Linked DNA regions of Sus scrofa: all the other regions are linked to region 3. A link is a contact called in public HiChIP or PLAC-seq and promoter capture Hi-C data. All regions are on one chromosome and are shown on one strand. The core of a region is the stretch at or near the end of the contact, and the rest is flanking DNA. Distances in the headings are between cores, read along the strand shown. Region 1 holds the start of ARMC1 (armadillo repeat containing 1). Region 2 holds the start of COPS5 (COP9 signalosome subunit 5). Region 3 holds the start of RRS1 (ribosome biogenesis regulatory protein homolog). Region 4 holds the start of PPP1R42 (protein phosphatase 1 regulatory subunit 42). Region 5 holds the start of ARFGEF1 (brefeldin A-inhibited guanine nucleotide-exchange protein 1). Region 6 overlaps PDE7A (high affinity cAMP-specific 3',5'-cyclic phosphodiesterase 7A).

What was found. Promoter capture Hi-C pulls out the DNA fragments that hold promoters and counts their contacts. HiChIP or PLAC-seq counts read pairs in DNA pulled down with a chosen protein or histone mark.
Region 1: a contact with region 3 is called in a promoter capture Hi-C map of fetal liver, with 4 times the contacts expected there. The contact joins the promoter of ARMC1 here to the promoter of RRS1 in region 3. A contact is called at or near these places in 2 of 5 promoter capture datasets (fetal liver and liver), 1 of 47 Hi-C or Micro-C datasets (embryonic fibroblasts) and 1 of 2 datasets of contacts at active chromatin or transcription factors (skeletal muscle).
Region 2: an H3K27ac HiChIP or PLAC-seq map of alveolar macrophages shows a contact between it and region 3. The contact joins the promoter of COPS5 here to the promoter of RRS1 in region 3. A contact is called at or near these places in 2 of 5 promoter capture datasets (fetal liver and liver), 6 of 47 Hi-C or Micro-C datasets (alveolar macrophages, embryonic fibroblasts, epiblast stem cells and 3 more) and 2 of 2 datasets of contacts at active chromatin or transcription factors (alveolar macrophages and skeletal muscle).
Region 4: a contact with region 3 is called in an H3K27ac HiChIP or PLAC-seq map of alveolar macrophages. The contact joins the promoter of PPP1R42 here to the promoter of RRS1 in region 3. A contact is called at or near these places in 1 of 5 promoter capture datasets (fetal liver), 1 of 47 Hi-C or Micro-C datasets (embryonic fibroblasts) and 1 of 2 datasets of contacts at active chromatin or transcription factors (alveolar macrophages).
Region 5: a contact with region 3 is called in a promoter capture Hi-C map of fetal liver, with 2.6 times the contacts expected there. The contact joins the promoter of ARFGEF1 here to the promoter of RRS1 in region 3. A contact is called at or near these places in 1 of 5 promoter capture datasets (fetal liver), 1 of 47 Hi-C or Micro-C datasets (embryonic fibroblasts) and 1 of 2 datasets of contacts at active chromatin or transcription factors (alveolar macrophages).
Region 6: a contact with region 3 is called in an H3K27ac HiChIP or PLAC-seq map of skeletal muscle, with 4 times the contacts expected there. The contact joins the enhancer-like site here to the promoter of RRS1 in region 3. A contact is called at or near these places in 1 of 5 promoter capture datasets (liver), 8 of 47 Hi-C or Micro-C datasets (alveolar macrophages, embryonic fibroblasts, epiblast stem cells and 3 more) and 1 of 2 datasets of contacts at active chromatin or transcription factors (skeletal muscle).

What each region holds. Positions count from the first base shown.
Region 1 is chr4:68,981,327-68,985,193 of Sscrofa11.1, forward strand. It overlaps ARMC1 (armadillo repeat containing 1), which reads left to right and starts at 1,717. Exons shown (of 7, transcript NM_001190196.1): 1 at 1,717-1,905.
Region 2 is chr4:67,739,469-67,743,050 of Sscrofa11.1, forward strand. COPS5 (COP9 signalosome subunit 5) reads left to right here and starts at 1,348. Exons shown (of 8, transcript NM_001105300.1): 1 at 1,348-1,538. The coding sequence starts at 1,396. The region is part of intron 3 of CSPP1 (centrosome and spindle pole-associated protein 1); the gene reads right to left.
Region 3 is chr4:68,285,621-68,289,487 of Sscrofa11.1, forward strand. RRS1 (ribosome biogenesis regulatory protein homolog) reads right to left here and starts at 2,593. Exons shown (of 1, transcript XM_003125604.4): 1 at 183-2,593. The coding sequence starts at 2,468. The coding sequence ends at 1,371. The region is part of intron 1 of LOC110260284 (a long non-coding RNA gene); the gene reads left to right.
Region 4 is chr4:67,770,480-67,774,019 of Sscrofa11.1, forward strand. PPP1R42 (protein phosphatase 1 regulatory subunit 42) reads left to right here and starts at 1,276. Exons shown (of 9, transcript XM_005663043.3): 1 at 1,276-2,440. The region is part of intron 3 of CSPP1 (centrosome and spindle pole-associated protein 1); the gene reads right to left.
Region 5 is chr4:67,463,571-67,467,370 of Sscrofa11.1, forward strand. It overlaps ARFGEF1 (brefeldin A-inhibited guanine nucleotide-exchange protein 1), which reads left to right and starts at 1,947. Exons shown (of 39, transcript XM_001928010.7): 1 at 1,947-2,614. The coding sequence starts at 2,491.
Region 6 is chr4:68,859,583-68,863,365 of Sscrofa11.1, forward strand. All of the region lies in intron 3 of PDE7A (high affinity cAMP-specific 3',5'-cyclic phosphodiesterase 7A), which reads left to right. Among named protein-coding and RNA genes, the nearest start is that of PDE7A, 84 kb to the left of the region's middle. Within about 2 kb of position 2,154, at least 4 of the 83 cell types and tissues checked have an H3K27ac peak or open chromatin away from gene starts, as enhancers often do. A contact at or near this core is called in skeletal muscle, where this site is marked.

The DNA.
Region 1 (3,867 bases), core at 467-2,966, 690 kb after region 3:
AAACCCACACCATAGCTCAAGGCAAAGCCAGATCTTTAACCCGCTGAGCAAGGCCAGGGATCGAACTTACTTTCTCATCGATACTAGTCAGAGTCGTTTCCACTGAGCCACAAGGGAACTTACTTACTTCTTTTTTTCTCTTTTTATTTATTTATTGGCTGCACCCAGCACATGGAAGCTCCTAGGCCAGGGATGAAATCAAGACCCAAGTGTGACCTATGCCACAGCTGCAGGGCCAGATCTTTAACCCTCTGTGCCTCCTGGGGGATCAAACCCAGAGTCTGCTCTGACTCTGCTGCGGCTGGATTCTTAACTTATGTTCCACGATGGGAACTCCCTGGTTTTCAAATTCACTTAGGACGAAGTACTGGAGAAATTAGCAGAGAATACAAGTTGGGATATTCTCTCTCACACTCTTTTTCCATCAGAGGGCTCTCAAATTCCTTCTGACTTAACTATATGAGGTTATGGTGCAGAATCAACCTATGAAAGATGTTCCCCACGTGGCACAGTGGTTAACCAATCCGACTAGGAACCATGAGGTTGCGGATTCGATCCCTGCCCTTGCTCAGTGGGCTCGGACTCCACGTTTCTGTGGCTCTGGCGTAGCCCGGCGGCTACAGCGTCGACAAGACCCCTAGCCTGGGAACCTCCATATGCCGCGGGAGGCGGCTCTAAAAAGGCATAAAAGACCAAAAAAAAAAAAAAAAAAAAAAAAAAAAAACCAACCTATGAAAGAGAATCCAGAATCTATTCAGTGAGGTTACCGAGGGCAAGGGAAGCATTACTCTCAGACAAGTATTTAAACTTTGCTTTGATAAACTTAATACAAGACACTGTTTTAAAAATACTTCTTCAAAGGAGTTCCCGGCGTGGCTCAGTGCTTAACGAATCCGACTAAGAACCATGAGGTTGTGGGTTCGATCCCTGGCCTTGCTCGGTGGGTTAAGGCTCCGGCGTTGCCGTGAGCTGTGGTGTAGGTTGCAGACGCGGCTCGGATCCCACGTTGCTGTGGCTGTGGCGTAGGCCGGCAGCTACAGCTCCAATTCGACCCCTAGCTTGGGAACCTCCATATGCCGTGGAAGCGGCCCAAGAAATGGCAAAAAACAAAAAGACAAAAAAAAAAAAAAATTCTTCACGAATTTGAGAACATTCTCTCATCAGAAACCTCTTCCTTACCCCCCAAATTCCAAAATAAGTTTCTTTTTAAAATAACAACACCAAAAAAAAAAAAAACACCCCTGCAACCTTTGAGCTACTAGGAAGATGGTGCTAATGTTCTTAGCAAAAACGCAAAAAAAAAAAAATTTAAGATTCTGAATTACAACTCACAGAAGCTAATGAAATATCACAAAACTGCTTCGTCCTGAGAGAGTTGCTAGAGTGGAAACTTTCAATTTGAATTTCTGAGCTAAGGCGCGGAGAGGCTGCTCCAGCACCAGAACGGTGGGAATTGTAGTCGGAGATGTGTGACTCTTTCTTAGCTGGTATCATCGTTCAGCGTTTAGAGATTTATGGACGGAAAGTCGTTTGGGCCAATCCACTGTTCTCGGGTTCTCATTGGACCCTCCCGTTCAACACTTCGGGCCTTTCCCTTGCTCACCAATGAACGCTTTTTCCTAAGAAAGCCTTTGTCGATTGGATTTCTTGTTCTTGCTTTGGGACGGTATAAGCCAATAGGAGTGCAGAACCGGCGGAGGTGACTGGGTCATGGGAGAGAGTCCGTAGAGCCTTTCCCCGCCAGCGCCCTCGCTCTTTGGCTCCTGGAGTCGGTGTGGTAGTCTTCCCACGCTGAGGCCGTCTTGGAAGGAGGGAGCTGCTCTGTGCCTCCCGGATACCTCTACCTCATCCGTTGGTGTGTCCCTGATGGTGAGGCAGGCTCTGGATTCTTAGAACCCTGAAGCGGTAAGTAGAGTCCAGAGACTGCAGACAAAGCGGTGGAGCCAGGAAGGCCGCAGAAAGCGTCCCCTGCACCCATGGGCGAATCAGCCTGGGCTGGGCGGGCGGCGGGGGCGGGAGGGGGGTCTCTGCCCGCCTCTTGCCAAGACCCAGCTGTGAGTCCCATTAGGCTCTTAAAGCGCCCGACTTCCATGGGTCCCGTTAAAATGTTATCTCTGTTCACTTTCTCACCGTCCCCTGCAGTCCGATTTTTAGGAACCCCAGCATTACTAATGGCTGTCATCTCACTTCTTCATCTATCTCTCCAGGTTTTTCTTTGGTAACTTTCTTTTGGTTTTGTGCACCTACCTGTCTTCTGAGAGCTGAAGGACATCGTTGTGTTTGGCTTCATTCAAGAGAGATCAGCGTTCACATTTCTATTTTAAAAACTGTTTTTGGAGGCGTTCTTGCATCTCCTTTCGTGCTAGTGTCTTGGTGGGTTAGGGCAGTGCACAGCTTCCCGCGACACCTGGCCGAATAGAAGTGCCTATAGGATCAGGCATTGTTCTTGTTTAGTAATTGCTGGTACGCTTATCAATATCCCAAGTTCTAATTTTCTTGGATCCTGACAACTACTCAGTATTGTTATGAGAAGAAAGTAAGGCTCAGAGGAGGTAACCCACCTTCTCAAAGAGTTACAGTTGGTTGCTAGGAAAGGGAAAGCCAGATCTGATGTTAATGCTTACTTATTTTTTTACAAAACTCGCTTAATTGAATGTGGATTTACGTTATGTGTATTTTCTGAAGCTCTGTGAGAGCTAAATAATCCTTTGAGGTGAATGGTAAATTTGGCTGAAACAAAATCAGGTGTTTCATGACAGGTGCCTCACATACATCTATTACTGACTCAGCTTCTCAAAGTGTGGGTCTCTGACTAGCAGCATAGATTTCACCTGGGAGCTTGTTGGAACTACAGAATCTCAGTCCTCACCCCACCTACTGAATCAGAATTGGCTTTTGTAACAATATTCCACAGGCAACAAGAATGTTTGTTAAAGTTTGAGGTTCATGTATTTACTTAAAATGATTTGTCTCAATTGAACTAAACAAAGACAGTGTAAAACTTTGTGTTATTCCCTACTTTTTCCTGGGTGGATCCTAATTGGAACTTCTTCCTTGTCAGTGGGATGATGAGATTGGAAGTTTTAACTCGTGGCTTTTGTTCATCTTAAAGGAATGGGAAAGGCTATAACTTTTTCAGAAACATTCCCACTGAGTAGTCCTGTAAGTACTCTATAGATGAGGTGGAGCTCTCCAATTGCAAGGCCACTGTTGTGTGCCAAAGGCTATCACTAGCCTGGTTCCTGGCCCTCTGGGCCAGTGGTTGGCTCTGCAGATTTCATTTTTGTATGGGATTTGTAATGGTGACAGGACATTAGCCCATGCTTAAGTTGGTTTGTAAACAGAGTGTTGATAATAGAGGCATCTAAGAGGCAAACCCTTTAATCAAGAAATCTCAATGTTTTCAGTCTGTTGCTTTTTGTTTTTTAAATCCTTTTTAAAATGGCTGAAGTAATGATATTTTATTTTGAGAAGACTACCTCCCAAATAATATCCTGTTAAAACTTTTTTTCTCTGAGTCCTTTATTTTGCGCTTTCTTGCAAACTTCGAAAATTTAACTTTTAAAATATTTTGTCTGGGATATGAACCCCCCCATGTGTTATGAATTAAAGATCCTTAGATTGGTTTTAAATTGCTTAGAAGTTATTCTCGTATCATTAATTGAATAGCCTTACTCTTTTTCATTGAGTTTTGGCTCCCTGTAACTTACAGCCATTGTTTATTAAACATTTAACATGTGCCAAGTGCCCTCAGCCTTTTGTGTATTATTTCTTTGGACACCCCATACCACTTGATAGCTGCTCTGATTAACCCCATTTTACAGATGAAGAAACTGAGATAAAGAGATTAAGTGATCTGCCTGAAAT
Region 2 (3,582 bases), core at 98-2,597, 550 kb before region 3:
GAGTGGAGGATACAGCTCAGAACCAAGTGCCCTGCACTCTGAAACTGAGAGTGAAAAGAAAAACTTCCAGGTAAACAAATACATTATTTCCTTGCACTGTAACAGTTATGCAAGCACCTACAGGCATTTAGAGACACGGCAGAAGGATTACTGGAGAGAGAAAAGTTAAGAAGGATTGCGTGGCAGAGAGCTCTGAGCTGTGTTTTTAAATGTAAGTTTAAACTCCCAGTCCGAAAAGTCAGGGGAGAGCTTTTCAGGCAATGCTAGCCACCTTATGCAAAGTTTCAGGGTAACTAAAGAAAGATGAAACTGGAGAGGTGAATTGTGATGCCCCCCCTCCCCTTTTCCCCCAGGGGGAAAAAAATTGAACATCTATGGTAGACATTGAGGATACAACAAGGAGCACACCTGGTCCCTGTGTTTTGGAACTTAGAATCTAATGCGGGGGGGGGGGGAGAATAACTAAAACAAGCAAATAATGAAATAATTAAATACCGTTTGAACTCTTGGATGACAACCAATACTCCCCCTAGATTAATTCAGTCTCGGAGCAGAGTTAGTTCCACAGAGCAATGCAGAAGATTAAACTGTAAACTATTATAGCAACTGGGTACTGGACATTTTCGGGACATTAATAGCGCCTAGAGATGTTAATTTTTACAAACACACCAAGGCATGACCGTAGCCATCCACGAGTTTCCACAGCTTCATATGATCGCTAGAGAACGCCCAAGAGAAGCTTAGTGCCCAACCACGAGCCCATAGGATTTTACACATGTGCGGTGATTCATCTGAAAGTAAACTAGGATGTCATGTATTCTCTCAAAGCCAGCATTCAGAACTATTTATCTCAATTTTTCCAGACATCCTTTTTTTTTTTTAAGTCTTTCAACAAACTTACTGCATTTAAAGTACCTGCACCTACATAAAAACAATTCTTTCTCCCATCCCCGTTTAAGGATCTATTTTTAATATGGCGGAGGCCGAGCCTGCGCAGTACGAACAAGGAAGGTCAATTCGTTTTCTGGCATAACGTTACATGCCCTTCTTCCGGTGCGGAAGGCTATACCATTCCTTACATAAACGCTGTTTTTGTCTTAATTCACACATATAATTTTCCAAGATAATATGTCTTCATTTAATCCACAAGGAGATTCCTCTGTCTCTAACTATTGTGTAACTGCTGTTTACACCGTCGCGTTCCGGAAGGACCCCCGCCATCCTCGAATGGTCGGTACCAACTTCACCTCCGGTTCTAGGTGTCATGGCTGCCTCGAGAGTCTAGTACCAGTTTGCACCTGCGGTGGGGTGGGTCTGAAGCCCACACCCGGAAACCTAGCGAGGTTGAAGTTGCGTCTTGGTTGTAGGGGCAACAACTTCTCCGAATCCTCTGCGATGGCGGCTTCTGGGAGTGGTATGGCCCAGAAAACGTGGGAATTAGCCAACAACATGCAGGAAGCCCAGAGTATCGATGAAATCTACAAATACGACAAAAAACAGCAGCAAGAAATCCTGGCGGCGAAACCCTGGACTAAGGAGTGAGGAGGTCCCTGGCGAAATGCTGGGGAGGGAAGGGTGGCGGGAGTTTAAGAGACCCAGTAGGGGTGGGAGCTGAAGCGGGGACTGGGCTTGTCTTTTCTTGTGCAGGGAAGAGGAAGAGTAAGCGTCTGAGAATTTTTGCTTTGCCTTTTTATCCGCGCAAGTTGAGCGTAAGTCCCTCCTTTGGGGCTCGCTTGACTCCCCTTTCTGTCTCTTTAACCCGTTTGCCTCGGGAGAATGGAAAAGGAAAACGGCAAGCGGTGATTTGGGCTTTTACTCCTCAACACCCATACCGTCACGTATGCTACACACTCTGCCTTGAATCCTGTGTCGGTATACACTTTGTTGGGACTTGCAGCAGATCTTAGACTGGAGACTGTAGCTGTCTTCAGAAATTGAGCCAGCCCAACGGTCTTTAATTAAAAGCCATCGTTTAGATCTGTAATTGTTTTTCGATTGCTGGTAATTATTTTAGAAACACCGCGAGGTTCTACTTAGTCTCCCAAAATGTTAGCAAGTTCACATAAGCTACAAATTAAATCAATAGAGTTCTTTGCCATTTAGCAAAACAGCTGTGTCCCTGAGAGTGATGACAGATCGAGGATTCTTTCCCACAGCATTTATCCTTTCCTGAGAGCAGATATTGTTAGAGATAGAGTTAAAAGAGCACCGTCTCTAACAGAGAGATAGATGGGAAAGCGGTGGTCAACAACAAAAACCATGCTTCATCTGTCCCACAAGGCAAGCTTTAATTGTCATTATTCAGATTCAGCAATGTTTATTGAGTACTTACTAAGGACTGAGCACTGAGTTGGTTTGCCTCACCTGCTCTTTCTATAGCAGGCTGTGCATTTTAGGTTGATAGAGCCTATTAAATATTTGGAAACTATTAGCCTCGCTGTGTGATTGTATCTCTAGTTATATACAACCTAGCTGTCTTGAGCCACATCAGTGAGACCAAAATGTAATTTTATTCAACAGTAGTTTAGTCACAACCACAGATGAAAAACTTAAACAGTGATCATAGCAGAACTAAAGATAAGGCTACATTTTCCATTTTGAGGCTGATACCACAGAAAGAAGCCACAGCCCTCAACAGACTTCTTTGAGAGTTCTGTAAAAGATAGGTTGATAATGCTAACAACAGCTAGCATTTAAAAAGTTTTAGTATGTGTCAGGCACTAGGCTAAGTACCTTATATACATTATTTCATTTACTTCATTTCCTCCTAGCAACAGCCCTGTGAAATATCCCTATTTATAGATAAGGAAACAGGCACAGAATTAAGTGAATGTCTCAAGGTCACAGCTAGGACATGGTAGTGCAAGGATGCAAAGGTAGGCAGATGGATGTCAGAGCCCACATTTTTTTGGAGGGGGCACACCCATGGCATACGGAAGTTCCTGGGCTAGGGGTGGAATCAGAGCTACAGCTGCCATTCTACACCATAGCCTCAGCAACACCAGATCTGAGCCACATCTTCGATCACACCTACTGTGGTGATCATTCCACAGTATATGTAGTACATCATGGCAATGCCAGATCCTTAACCCACTGGGCGAGGCCAAAAATCGAACCCACATCCTCATAGATATTAGTCAAGTTTGTTACCACTGAGCTGCAATAGGAACTCCAGAGCCCACATTCTTAACTGTTAGGCCAAAACGTTAGGGCCTGAGAATAATGAGGTAAATCCATCCAACCAGTCAGAAACCAAAATTTGGCACAACCTTGTAAATCAACTCTAAATTTAAAAAGATTTGGTGATACCAAAATTAATGGAGAAAAAGTCTACTGAAGTGGTCATGTAAGAATAGCATATTAAAAAACTTTTTCAGAAGTTCTCTGGTGGCTCAGCAGATTAAGGATCCAGCATTGTCACTGCTGTGCCTTGGGTTCAATCCCTGGCCCAGAAACATCTGCATACTATGGGTGTGGCCAAAATAAATGCCCACTATTTCATAGTGTTCCCTTTCCCCAGTGGGAAATACCTTGCAAGGTTATGATGTGTTTCCATCTCCCTTTTCTACTTCCTCCTTCTTT
Region 3 (3,867 bases), core at 1,343-3,842:
ACTTCCCCAAGTCTCTGTGTAAATCCTCTTTGTCACTAGTCGGAGACCTGGGAAATGTGGAGAAAGAGCATTCTTTTCCACTCTGACTCCTTTAAAATGCTATGTTGCCTTCTGCCCCCTGTCCTAGCAGAAACACTATCGATGGCACAGCTCTTTATCAGAAAGTTATCTTAAGACAGTAACAATTGAACATATTTTTATTAACCCATTATGAAATCTGAATTAATCCTTTCTTTCATAGCAATTTCTACAACTTTGTAAAAAGGGAACAACACTGAAAAAAAGACAAAACGAACTCCCAATTCTAATTTCCTATCAATTGTCAGACCAAAAACCAAGAGTAGAGTGGCTCCCTAGAGCTCTAACAGCAGAAAAAAGCCCCCTCCCCCCATTCTAGATTTACTGTTAATTTTCAGGAGATATTTAGGAAGGTGAGTTACTGAAATCAATTAAGGAAAGAAACCCAGGATAGCTGTAAACATTTCATCTCCTAATTAAACCAGCTCAAGTCAATGTGACAAATGAATCTAAAGATAATAATGTTCCAAGGTTTTTGTGGGTTTCTCTCTTCCCCAAACAGATCCCACTTGAAGCTTTAAAAGAACTGGAGACATAAATGTTGATAAAAATTTAAGTATAAAATTAGGATTAATTAAGATTGCATTATTTAGTGAAGCACAAATTTATCAGCTAGAGCAAATTAATGTTTTCAGTGTTCAAAGAGACACCAGTTGTACACTTTCAATAATATATCAGGTATCAAAAGGAGCATGAGTTTTCCTAATAAAGCGGTCTTGCTAACGTCATAAGTTAGCTGGTGGATATCTTCTAGAAAGTAAATGAAAATAATCTGTAACACGTATCCAGGTCACTGGCTTTACTTAAAACTTACAAAATTTGAAAGCAATATTAGATCCAGACATACCTTTATTAAATGGCCTTTACAACAGTTCTGAAAATGTAACCTTGTAATCTTTTTGTTCCCCCACTTTGATAAATACAGAAGCTTGTTATCAAAACAATGCTAAAAGTCTTTGAAATATGACCTCCCTCACACCACATACAAAGTTTACAAGGAAAAAAAAAGTCTGTTTAAAAACAGAACTCACTCCTAATTTCGACCAAATTCTTTCCCTAATTCGTATAGCCTTAAATACATCCTTTAATCTTCAGCCAAAGTTTTGGTTGTGGGAAATAACATTAATTTGTCCTGTGCAATATTTACATACTATTTTCAGAGGAGGGCAAGGCTGTCCCTTTAACTTCAAGCTCAGTGAAGGCAGGGGCCACATCTTTGGTGTCCCCCTACAGTGCCTAGATGTCAACATTAAGTACAGTTCTTGGTTTACAAACAAGTCCGAGGCTGAAATTTACTTCCTCCTCTTTCCTCCTTGGTGTTGCCCTCCTTTTCTCTTGCCACCCAAGCCCGGCGGCCCGGAATTCATCTTGCTTCCCACGCCCCCTTTCCTCTTCCCTCCCTGGCTGGGTGGGCCACCTTTCCTCTTACCCCCAGGACCCTGTCGGCCTCCCTTTCTTTTGCCCTTCTGGCTCATTTTCCTCCTCTTAGCCGCTTCTTCCTGGTCCTCCTCCCTCATCTGCTTATTGGTGGCTCTGGTCACGTCCAGCTGAGGCTTTTTGCTGTTCATTACTCGCAACATCTCCAACTGGCTCTTCTTCTCAGCTGCAAAGTCCCCAAAAAGGGGTTGAAACTTCCTTTTCTTGCCAGAGCCCCGGGGCGCCTTCTCCTTGGGCAGGCGCTCCTGGAAGCGCCCTACAGAGGCGGTGGAGACCTTGGCCACCTGCATGGCGCGGCCCAGCTCTTCCTTACTCTGATGTCCGGTAGGGTGCATGCCGGCCGCGCTGGGCAGCTGCATCTTGTGCGCGCGGGCCAGGTTACGCAGCCGGTTCAGCTCGTTCTTGGCTACCCGTTCCTTCTTGGCCTGAATACGCTTGGCGAACTGGTCCTCCATGGGGTCGGCATTGCTCGGCACCTCAATCAACCATTCCTTGGTATCATCGCGGGCCCGTTGGTAGCCCCAGCGGCGGCGCCACTGGCCGCTTACCTCGTCCCACACCAGGTTGGTCTTCTTCTTAGGACGGATGCCCTTGAGACGCGCAAACTGCTGCCAGCGTGTAAGAGGGCGCGGCCGGGGCACCGGCTTCTCGCGCGGCAGTCGAGTGGTGGGCTCCGGCAGCCGCGCCACCAGCGTCTCCTCCACGCGCTCGGTGGGCAGCTGCCAGAGCTGGTTGATGAGCAGCTGCGTGTTGTCCCGCGCCAGGGCTCGCAGCTCGGCCTCCTTCGTGGGTCCCGCATGCCGCAGCCCGGTCGGGGGGTTCCGGTCGGAGGCCAGCAGGTTACCCAGGTCGAACTCCAGCTCTAGTTCCTTGTGCACGGTGATGCGCTGCAGCTTTTCCGCCTCGTCCCGCTCCGCCTTTGCCAACAGCTCCTCCACGCTCTGGCCCTCCATGGCTCCGGCTGTTCCGGGGTAACAGTTCCAATCAATTCTCCAGTAGCGCCGGCAAAGGCCAAGGCAACACAGCCACGTGCAGTCGCCCAGACGCTCGTCCCGGAAGAGAAAGCTCCACTTCCGGAGCAGCCGGAAAAGGCTCACAACGCGGGCGACCCGAAGAAGGGCCGGCAGAGGGCGGTGTTGGAGAACAGATGGGGTTAGAGACGGCCCTTGGGCTCCAGCCCGGATGTAGGCGGAGCAGGAGCGAGGAACCCGCGCACTACGAAGTCCAAGGTTTGACTGGCACCGGGGCTTCCACTAGGCAGTGGCGTGAGGGAGGGAGGGGCAGTGAAAATTTTGGGGGCCCCAGAATAAGGGGGTCTCGGAGCGACTGTGTTACACTAAGTTAAGTCAGTTCTCAAGATACTTACTAAGTCAGTTCTTCTTGGGAACAGATAAATTATATTTCACCAGAGCCCATGGGGCCCTGGGTGTGGGCCGACAGAGGTCCTTCCCACGGATGTACTTAAAGCCAAGTGTAGACGAAGACTTGGTTTGCTTTGGAAGCCATAGGCAGCTCTGAGTGGGCACGGCCGTGACCCCATCCCAGCCGCCCGATGCCTGGTCTTCCCCGCCCCGGGCTACATCCTCTCACATCCTCTCCTGGCTAGTGGCTAAAGAGCGACTGGCTCTTCTGTTAGACCGCCTTGGTTACAATCTTGACTGCGCTGGTGTTTGAACTTCAACTGTTTAACTTATTTGGCCCTATTTTAAAACCCGTAAGATGAAAGTACTAATAGTACCTACCTCCTAGGGCCACTATAAAGATAAATGAGTTAATATGCCCCCAAGGGAGCTTACTCTAGGGTCTGGATATCAGTGCTCTGAAGGTGAGCTAAATACCAATTACTGTTTAATCTTCGTAATGGCTTGAGGAGCTGTGGCTGGAAGGGCAATCTTACACAGTGATTAAACACCAGGCTCTTGAATTAAACGACCTAGAATAAGATCCATGTTTATTGTACCTGCTTTGGACGGATTGTTTAATATAAGTCCTATAAGTTAATAAATATGAAGCATTAGTTACTGGCACATAGTAAGCATTCAGTAAGTGTTAGTTACTGTAATTCATCATATTCCACTGATGACAACAGAAGACTCAGAGAGGTAAAATGACGTCTAAGGTTTTACAACTAGGGAAGCTGGGAGCAGGATTTATTTTAACGCTGGCTTTAAGACTACATGAATATTCTCTGCAATGTTTTACAGGCTCTTGATACTTGAAAAGTGTGGTGTGGTGACCTGGGCCTTAGAAATGTAGACTCTTTGGCCTCACCCCAAATGTAAAGATTTAGAACCTTCATTTTTAACAAGATAGCTAGGTGATGAGTATGGTCAAGTTTGGGAGGCACTGCTG
Region 4 (3,540 bases), core at 26-2,525, 520 kb before region 3:
TATGAAACTATTATAAAGATTAATGGAGCAACTGGTTTCCAATGAGGCATTGCTAAACATATTTCTGTAATGCTAGCAGCAAGTTACATGAGGGCTACACAAAACAATACGACAGCCCTGCATATATTGCTGAATCTATTGTTCCCAAATGAATGGCCTATAAAATAGGTAAGAAAGGCATCTGATTTTTGCTGTAGTGTTTCAGCCATATTATTTTCATCATTCTTTTATTTCTTCATATCCTTCTGTAGCTGTTTATTCCATTAGGTACCCTCCTCCTGAACTTCTTTCCCCAGTGTCTGAATCTGATTTATTGGTTTCTTAATCATTGAATTGGTATTTGTTCTTCTCAGAACAAAACTCACTTCTGATACTCTCTGACATCTTAACTAGCTTTGCTTCCCTCTTCCATTCAAACCAGCTGGCATAGCTGACTTGCTCTTTCTCTTTCCTCACCTTCTCCCTCACCCCCATTCGTGACCCCACAGTTTCAATGATCAGTTCCATTCTGGAAACTATCAAACCTACCCCACCTCACATTTAACATATGTAAACGAAATTCATCCACTTCCCCTCAAATTACTTGCCACACTCTCCTTTTTCTCCAGTATCATCCCTTTATCCTATCTAACACCTAGGAATTATCTTCAACTTCTCTCTCCCTTTAACCTATCCACTATCGTTTTATTAAATCATGCTTCAGGATGCTTCCTAAATTTGTTCATTTCTTTTCACTTTCTTTGCCTTCACCCTAATCCAGATCAACACTGCTTCACAACTGAAAAATGTCCGGAAAGTGTTTAGGATTCATCTGTCCCCAACCCCTGGTCCCTTTTTCTAGCTTAATCTTACTGTAACAGTCAGTGAGATGTACGAAGATATGCTTGAAATTAGGAGCCCAGGGGTAAATTCTCTCCTGCCACCTCAGGTGTCACCTTCAACATATTTCTTTGCTTTCTCTAGGCTTAGGAATTTCCTCATCTGTAAAATGGCAAGTTGGACTGTTCACATGAGCTCAAAGCCACCTTGTAATTCCAACAATCTTCTACTCTCACATTGCTTTTTTTGTCTTTTTGCCATTTCTTGGGCCACTGCTGCAGCATATGGAGGTTCCCAGTCTAGGGGTCTAATCGGAGCTTTAGCCACTGGCCTACGCCCGAGCCACAGCAACGCCAGATCCGAGCCGCGTCTGCAACCTACACCACAGCTCAGGGCAATGCCAGATCCTTAACCCATTGAGCAAGGCCAGGGATTGAACCCGCAACCTCATGGTTCCTAGTCGGATTCGTTAACCACTAAGCCACGACGGGAACTCCTACTCTGACATTTCTATGTTCAAGAAATAGCAATGACTTTTCCAGCATGTCCCCACGCTAAAGATCACAGCCATTACTGTTTTCCAGCTTGTACAGTCCCTTGATCTAGATTGCTCACTTTACCATATCCCTAATGAGGGCCAGTCTTTCCACTGTAAGTGTCAATTCCTTGTTCTATTGTTCTTCTCCTTCATCTCCTTCTTCTGTAAATTATGCATTTCAAAACACAGTGACTGTTTAAGTAAAAGGCACTTTGCCAGGTCCTGGGACTAGTGAGGTTAAAGAAATAATCCTGCCCTCAGAGAATTTACCATCTTATTGCAGATATGAGGAAGTAACAAACATATAGCATTGTGTTAACTGTTATGCTAAAGAAGCATATCCCAGTTGTTTGGAGGGCAAAAAAGGATTATTTATGGAAACTTCAGGGGGGAAATGCACTAATTCCAAGGTGAATCCTTTAATATTATAAAGGAAATTAAGAATTTAGGAGGAAAGTTATCTTCTATTGTTACCTTGAGAGAGGAGGTGAGGGTAAATTTTTTTTTTTTTTTAGAACAGGGCATACCGAGCCAGGTGCCAGATTGGAAACTCTGGAGCACAGAGGCAAGCAATGAGCCTGGTTATTATAAATGTAATGCAACATCGACCTAAGGAGTTTGGATTTTATGCGAGGAGAGGTAAAGTATGGACTGCACTTTTATTCAAACAATTCACTTCCCGGTCGTTTATTGCGAAACGTGGTAACTAGGCACTGAAACTGTCAAAGCTGATGGCAAGGATAATCTAGTAGGGGAAAATGATGGCCTGCCAACAATCATTCTGGCACCCGGCTGGTCCACTAAGACGCTAATGCAACCGATGATTTACAGCCGCATCAAGCTAACTGACCTCCACTCGAACCCTACCTAGGGGCTACCACCAGCCCCCGCTGCCACGTCATAGACTGCTCCGCCCGCTGAAAGCCACAGGAGAGCTCTTCCAGTGACCTCGCGAGATTTCCCGTGAGCCCGCGGCGGACTCTAAGCGTCTGTCTGGTCGCCCAGCAACCGGGGCTGCGGAGGAGCTTGGCACTTGCGAAATTGACCAAACCCGAATCACTGACCCGGCTCATCCTGCTAATGGTGAGATGCCTTACGGGGAAGAAGTGTGGGAAATGAGGAAGCCCTAGGGCCACGTTTCTCAAACTTAGTAAGGCTCTCACAGGGCACTTGTTAAAATACAGATTCACAAGTCTTATCTCCAAACATCTAGAATTTCCAGAAAGTCTGAAAATCTCTATTTTAAACAAAGGCCTAGAATCAGGCAAGGCTGGGAAATAACTGTAGACGAAGAAGACACTGGTGGAAGGGTACCCACAACGCTTAGGATGCGAGATTTGTTAGCATCCGGAAGCCACTGAATTGGGGGCTAAGGGAAATATACAAAAACTCGATCTGGAAGCGTCCCCTGCATCTAGCCGGTAGGAGCCCCAAACTATGAAAGACAAGCGGTCTACTGAAATGGATTGCCAGAGCGCATGTATGGCAGCTCTAAACTGGCTAGGATAGAGATGGAGCTATCCTAGCAAGAGGAGCCCTGAGATAAGAGATATGTAGTAGGGAAAAACTGAAAAAGCAGTTTCTCAAACTTTAGAAAATAATGAACCTCTTTTAAAAGAAAATCAAGGATGTCTCACAAGTGTTGACATAATTATTTTTAGTATACTGTTCTAAAATGTATCCAGGAGTTCCCGTCCTGGCACAGCAGAAATAAATCCGACTAGGAACCATGAGGTTGCTGGTTGGATCCCTGGCCTTGCTCAGTAGGTTAAGGATCCAGCGTTGCCTGCCCTGAGCTGTGTGTGGTGTAGGTCATAGACATGGCTGGGATCTGGCATTGCTGTGGCAACAGCTCCGACTAGACCCCTAGCCTGGGAACCTCCATATGCTGCTGGTGCGGCCCTAAAAGGTCAAAAGACAAAAAAAATAAATAAATGAATAAATAAATTTAAAAAAAATAAAAATAAAAAATAAAATGTATCCAAATCCAAACGAGGCTCAGTTTAAATTCTTGAAGTTTATAATTCCCCTAAAACAAGCTATATAGTACCAATAAAAGTTTAGTATTATATCAACCAGGTGAATGGCGGTGTTTTGATGAAACCAAATCCTCTCCTGTGGATTTGACTGCTACAGTGCACATTCTTCTGAATTAACAGTTTCTATTATTGTGTGTTATGGTT
Region 5 (3,800 bases), core at 697-3,196, 820 kb before region 3:
GTCAAATTGGAGCTGTAGCCGCTGGCCCACACAACCACAGCAATGCCAGATCGCAGCCATGTCTGCAACCTACACCACAACTCATGGCAATGCCAGATCCTTAACCCACTGATCAAGGCCAGGGATCAAACCTGTGTCCTTATGAATGCTGGTCAGATTCGTTTTCACTGAGTCACGACAGGAACTCTATTTTTTTTTTTCTTTTTTTATTGAGCTAAATCTGGATGGTTACATTTAACTGGAAGACAGACTAGGGAACACAATTTATGTTTGTGCAAAGGAAAGAAGAGTAAATGGATTTGGTGATCAACCAGCATCTTCCACAGTACCTGCGACAGAACACCCGCATTATGAAGAAAAAAAGATAAATTTGGAATGGAGCTTGTTCTAAAAAACTTTATAATCTACAAGTGTACCTAGAAATTAGTATTATATTTGATCTAGTATACTGAATCTTTAAATTCTAGGAATCTAGAAATAGTCTTTAGAGTAAAATTAGTTGAATTTACAGATTTCTCAGGACAAGAAAGTTTAGAAAAATTAATGTAGGGGTTCCTGCCATGGCACGGTGAGTTGAGGATCCAGCATTGCCACAGCTGTGACAGAGGTTGCAGGTGCGGCTCGGATTCAGTCCCCCGCCAGGGAACTTCTGTATGCCTCAGGTGTAGATGAAAAAAAATAATAATAATTTGTTCATTTTAATTAGGATCATTCTCAAGGTTTCCATTTTTATTTCCCGTGGTTTTTAGACTGTCCCAAATCTTGTCACTCAAATTGGAGCTGTAGCCGCTGGCCCACACAACCACAGCAATGCCAGATCAGGGCCATACCGGCGGCATATACAGGTTCCCAGGCTAGGGGTCCAATCAATAGGAGATGGCCTACACCACAGCTCACAGCAATGCGGATCCTTAACCCACTGAGCAAGGCCAGGGATTGAACCAGCATCCTCATAGATGCTAATCAGGTTCATTTTCACTGAGCCACGACGCGAACTCCCAGACTCTCCATTTTTGAATTTGGATGGTTGCATTAGGACAAGTCCACAGTCAAGAGGATCGAATAGACCAGAACTGTGAGAGACACAGTCTAACAGTGTGTAACAGTTTGGGGCGTGTGGTTGATAACAGCCACACAGTAGCTTTGAACTTGGAGATATGCACCTAGATCACCATGTAAATTATTTGCATATAGTTTAATGGTATTCTTTATCATTTTCTGTTCTGAATGAAACATTGTAGACATCTGAATTCTTCTTTAGTATTTAAGCAGACACGTGTGTCTGCGGTAACATCTGTACTTAGAGCTTTTCCATTCTGAAACTAGTTTTCCTGTCCTGAGCCGAATCTTAGTATTAATGGCATAGAGCTCTAAGGGAACTCATCAATCAGAAGCATTCACCTGTTCCCTTAACTTTAATCTCAATTCAGTAGAGATCTGAAACCTAGAGTTTACCGATTTTTATCCTACAGAAATGAAAAAGTGAAACAGTCCCCAATCCTTGTCAGATTGGTTTTAGTCTTCCCAAGAGAGAATCCTGAGGTAGTCGGCGGGCACGGACCTGGACAGCAGTTTCGTGCAGCTGGTAAGGAAACTGAAAATCGAGAGTGCCAGGTGAAGACCGCGCGGCTGAACCTGGGCCGGACGGCTGTTTCCGTGACCCCTGGAGCGGAAGGGGCCGCGCGCCCACCGGGGGGCTCTCCATATGCTTCCGATACGTGGATGCAGCGCAGCTGGGAGACCCATTCATTCAGTAGGAGCTTCGGCCCCGGGGGTTCCGGGTGCCAGGGCGCAGCCCCAGTGAGGAGCCCGAAGCGCCCCGCGTGGCGCCGCAGGACGCCCGCCACGCCCCACGCCGCCCTGCAGGCAAACGCGGGAGGCGGCGAGGCCCCGCCGGGCCGCCGTAGCGCTGCGGCTCGAGCCGCTCCTCCCGCGCCGCCCTCCGCCCCCTGCCTCCCGGCGCCGCGGCAGCTCTGGGCAGCCGACGCTGCCGCCGCCGCTTCCTCCTCTGCAGCCGTTCGGCCGCTGCGTGACGCGTCGTTTCCTCCCAACATGGCGGCCGGGGCAGGTCGGCGGTGATGGAGGCCAGTCCGCGGCCACGGCGGGTGCTAATCCCCACAGTAGCCAGGGCAGCCCTGCTCTCGCCGGGCCTCTGAGCCGCCGCCTCGTCCCTCGGCCTCCGGCTGACGGCCGCCGAGCTGGGCTCCCTCGCCGCCCCCGGGCCGGAGGGACAAGTGGAGCGGGGTGGCCGGCAAACGACCCCCGGGCGGGGAGAAGCGGAGGTCCCACGGGCGCGGCCCCTCTGGGGGCGGTGACGACCTCCGCGCTCCTCGGCCGCCCGCCCCTTCCTGATCCTGCCGCTGCCCTCCACGCCTCCTCTTCCCCACCTCCACCCCCTCTCCTTTCTCTCCGCTTTTCCTCCCCCTCCTCCTCCCCTCCAGCCGCTGGGAGCCGCGGGTCGGACGAGCCGCCGCCTCCTTCTCTGCGTCCATGTATGAGGGGAAGAAGACGAAGAACATGTTCCTGACCCGGGCCCTGGAGAAGATTTTGGCCGACAAGGAAGTGAAGAAGGCGCATCACTCCCAACTGCGCAAAGCGTGCGAGGTGGCGTTAGGTGAGTGGGGAGGAGGCCGGGGATGGGGGTGGGGGAATGGGGGGGGCGCCGGCGCGGGAGGTGGGGTCGCTGGGGGCTCGCCCTGAGCCGGCGCCGCTAACCTCGGGGAGCCCTCGCCGAGCCCCGGCCGCCTGGCTGGAGTTGACAGTAACTCGGCTGGATGGGGGGCAGAGGCAGGGTGGAGGAGGAAGGGCAGTTAGTTAGCTCGGCCCGGGGCCGGCGGCTGCGCTCGGGCTCGACTCGGGAAGAGCAGGTTGTGTCGGCCGACCGTGCGGTGCGGACAGGCTCTCACCCTTTGTGAGGCGGCAGCAAGAGGAGCTGTTGTTTATTGGCGTGGAAAATTGAGGTGGAGCTGATTTGGCAGGATTGGGCGTGGGAAGGGTTCTGTCTTGTAATTTCCATAACTTTGTCGTTTGGCGTGGTACTTTGGGAAGCTAGGCTGAAGTTGTTCCCTTGTTGACAGTCTCGAGAAGGGGTTTGCGAGAGGTGCAGCCTGTTCTGACATCTCTCCGCCTCCGCCACGGGAAAAACAGAGTAATGTGGTATCCGACTGGGCTGACCTGGAAGAACTAGACCGGAGGTTAAGGGGTGGGGGGGCGAGATAAAAGCGGGGAAGGATAGGACCTTTAGATAAGATGGCTTTAGGGGACAAGGAAGGAAGGGTTTGAATGGGGAAGAGGAAAAAGACAATGACACCCACCAGCCACATGTTTGGACCGTGGCAGCCGCTCTCAAGCTTGAATTCTGATTTATAGTTCAGACGGAAGCGATCTAGTGTAATGAAGCCCATAGCGGGGTAAGTCCGAACAATACCTACAGCGAGGCCAGGCAGATGAGGAATTGTTAGAGAGGACCCACCGGTGGATCTGTTGCATCCATCAAGGATGAATTCGTTTAAGGCGAGACCAGAACATTAAACACAAAGATGAATTCCTAATGCCTGCGCTTTATTTTATAGTCCCGGAAATAGACTACATCAAATTGAGAGAAAACGAAGCTTAAGTGGGCTTTGGGAAAAAAGCATCCTTGAAGGGGAAAAAAAAATCCAGAATAACTTAGATGTATGCTAAAGGGTCACGACAGCTTAAAAGCAACTTTTCCTTTTAATTATTTAAATAAGTAGAAGACTTTTTTCCAATACTTAGATTGTATTTTATTATTATAATTTTTAATAATTATTTCCCCA
Region 6 (3,783 bases), core at 904-3,403, 570 kb after region 3:
AAGAAGATGTGGTATATATACAAAATGGAATACTACTCAGCCATAAAAAAGAAATAAATAATGCCATTTGCAGCAGCAAGGATGGAACTAGAGACTCTCATACTAAGTGAAGTAAGCCAGAAGGAGAAAGACAAATACCATATGACATCCCTTATATCCAGAATCTAATATACGGCACAAATGAACCTTTCTATAGAAAGGAAACAAACTCATGGACTTGGCAAACAGACTTGTAGTTGCTGAGGGGAAGGAGGAGGGAGTGGGATGGACTGGAGTTTGGGGTTAGTAGATGCAAACTTTTGCATTTGGAGTGGATTAGCAATGGGATCCTGCTGTATAGCACAGGGAACTATATCTAGTCACTTATGATGGAGCATGAAGGAGGATAACATGAGAAAAAGAATGTGTGTATATATACATATGAATGACTGGGTCACGTGACCTGGTCATACATATCTTTGCCCCAGAAAGGAAAATAAATTAATTAATTAAATTTAAAAAAATTTCTATTCAGACTGAAAGGAAATGTGAGATTGCTTATTGTATAGAAAGCAGTTTCTGGTCCTACTTTTTTAAAAAGTATCATAACTCGTCCATAAGGATTCATAGTATGTTAATCACTAGTTATTTAACAAAAAGCTAAGATTGGTGATTCTTTGGATTCTTTAGTCAGTAATAAGATTGATTCTTATTTAACCTGTTGTCCCTTGTCTGTCCCCCAAAGCTGTACCTGGTATGCTGTTACGGTGCTGAGAGCTATAGAAGTACTAGCAGATAAAGTAGCTAGTTCTTCTAAGCATGCCATCGTTTTATATACCTTTTTTTAAAGAGTTGGTCTACTTTCTCAGTAGTCAGATGATTAGTTTCTGACAAATGCTTAAACTTCAGTGTTAGCATTAACATTTCTTTGACACCTTCTGAAAAACTTCAGCATTCATCCCAATTTTAAAGGATCTCTAACCCTCAGACTTGCCCTATCTAGGAACTGTTCCCACTATGGAACAGATTTCCAGTCCTTCAGCATTTAATAAACTGGTTCTTCTTCTTTTTTTTTTCTTTTTGGTCTTTTTAGGACCGTACCCGTGGCATATGGAGGTTCCCAGGCTAGGGGTTGAATTGGAGCTGCAGCCTATGGCCTGTGCCACAGCCACAGCAATGCCAGATCCGAGCTTCATCTTCTGCCTACATCACAGCTCACAGCAACGCCAGATCCTTAACCCACTGAGCAAGGCCAGGAATCAAACCTGCATCCTCATGGATGCTAGTCAGATTCATTTCTTCTGAGCCATGATGGGAACTCCAATAAACTGATTCTTAATGTCCTTCTTCCAACTAGTTTTAACCTATTTAGTCTACTGACCTCATGTTGTGAAAATTCTAAGTTTGAGGCAACTTAGATGTATACGCTAAAAAATTGGGATGAAAAGATATGGGAGGAAGGAAGGCTGAGGAGAGACAGGCTGATTGATTAGAGAGAGCAGAGGGCTGGCAAAAGGCTGACAGCTGAGTGGTTTGAACTGAGAAGTGCCCAGAGCCATGTCCCCCTGATGTGGCTCCTTTGAATGTCACTCCCCAGGCTTTTCTCAAGTTCCTGCTTTCACTTAGCTCAGTGGACGGAGAACCTGGAGCCTCCCTCATGCAATTTGCTCCTTTTGAGTATGTTGGCTTTGATAACCAGCTTTCTGCAGGCTGAATTAAGAGCCCCAAATGGTCTTAACAAACAAAGATTTTTCTCTGTCCAATTGGCCATACACCTGGTCTCTTGAAATAAAGTATTTTGACTCTTAAATTAGTTAGATCTGTTGAAATGGATTCTATATTGACTTTTTGTCAAAATTCATCATTCTTTGCTCTAAATTTAATGTCCCTAAATTTAATAAATTATTCTTTTAGTTACACATTTTTCTAGCCTACATAATAGCAAATTCTAATACCTTTAAACGTAAATGAATTATTATAATTCTTCTCCACACATACACTTAGAACATCTTGTATGTTCCTTTGAAAGATTCTGGCATGATTATTAAATAGTAATGGAAGCTGCCAGCTTGACAGTTCCTTCTTTTCATGGAATTCACCAGAGCTCATTGACGTCATCCAGACTGGAAGCAGAGACTATGGTCTCTCTGCCAATATTGGACAAGATATAATAGGAGTATTTTTTTTTTCATATCTACGCAAATGCAGTTTTCCATTTTCTTTTACTCCTGCTACATGGTAATGTTCCATTCTATGTAAATGTGTTTTGCCCATTATCTTGAGCTTTTTCTTCATTTTAGCACATTGTTCCACCCCATACTAAGGCTGCGCAGGAACCTTTCAGAATATTTACATTGTAGCATAAAAGGCTTTTAGCCTTACTCATCTTTTTGTCCCTCATTTCTGTCAGCCTCAGGCTCATTGTAGAGAATGAATATATTCTTGTTGCATTAAAATCACTAAAACTGAAAAAAAAAAGTCACTAAAACTGTATATCTTCTGCCAGTGGGGTTCCATTTGTATTTCTCTAAGTATGATCTGTATTCGTTGTAAACCAGATTCAGCCCTTCTGTTGAATCAAATGTCTCATGTTGTCTTTATCATAATGACCCACTATGAAAGCAAACAAGACTTTTTCTAGTTTTGCCTTAGATCCTCATGTGCATTTGATTTGGGGTTTTTCTCACCTTCCTAACAGGACTGTGTTAGACTTGGATCCTTGTTTCTTACTTAGTTACATGATCAGAAAGAACATCTGTTTCGATGTTTATTTTGAGTTTAAAACCTTAGGTCATACTGATTTTATTGTCTCAAATTATCTTAGTCTTTAATATATGGTAACTCCCACCCAAGGGCAGATCCTGTTATATTCAGGAGGCGTTTTATTGCTTTTCTAAGAATAGACATTGTTGCTTGTCATTTTCCTCAGCCATGAGTTTTTCTTTGCTCTATTGTTTTTCTTCTTATCTTTCATACTGTACTGCCTGGTCATTCCTTTCTTATTTACAAGTGTATTTTTTTTTTTTTTTTTTAGGCTTCATTTTTCTAATCTGCTAAGGCGGCTATCCATCATTTGTAATTTAGTCTCTCATTCAGATGTGAACATACCAGCCTCTACTGAGGTCTACAAATAGACTTGTCATATTTGTCTGGAATTTCTATTAAATGTTTAGTTTGTTCTCGGTCATTCATTTATCTTGAAATCATATCTGGTTGTTTCAGAAATATTTCTGTAATAGTTCACGGAGATGTCACAGGAAAGAATCTCATGTCCTTTCCCCTGTCTTTTTCATCATGAATGTTCCTGCCTCATTCCTGTAACAATCCCCTTGCCAAGTAGGGCTTATAGAGATGAGTACTGCTGTGCTGAACCAAATTAGAAAGCAGAGCATTCTTCCTGACTGTGTGTATTTTCAAAAACGTACCTAGTGTTCCAGGTGATTGTGAAATGTCTGCATTTGACAAACTGCTGGGTTTTGTTTCTTCTTTGGCTCAAATCTCCTAGATATCTTCCCTAACCTTAAAGCATAAATTAGGGAACCTATAGGGATTGGACCTTAACCTTAATACAATTTAATGGTTGTTTAATTCTACTTGTCCTTTGGAAAAATGGAGAAATTGGAGATTTAGCTTTGAGCTTTATTTTGTACCTTGTACATTAAGACCTTGTGTGTTTTCTCTTCCTTCTTTTTATCTCAGCTCACTAATAAGGGAATTCAGAATCCAGTGAATGTGGAGCTATGTTCAAGTCCTACGTTTAAGCATAAGAGGACTCCCATGTATCACATATCCCATCCCTGAAGG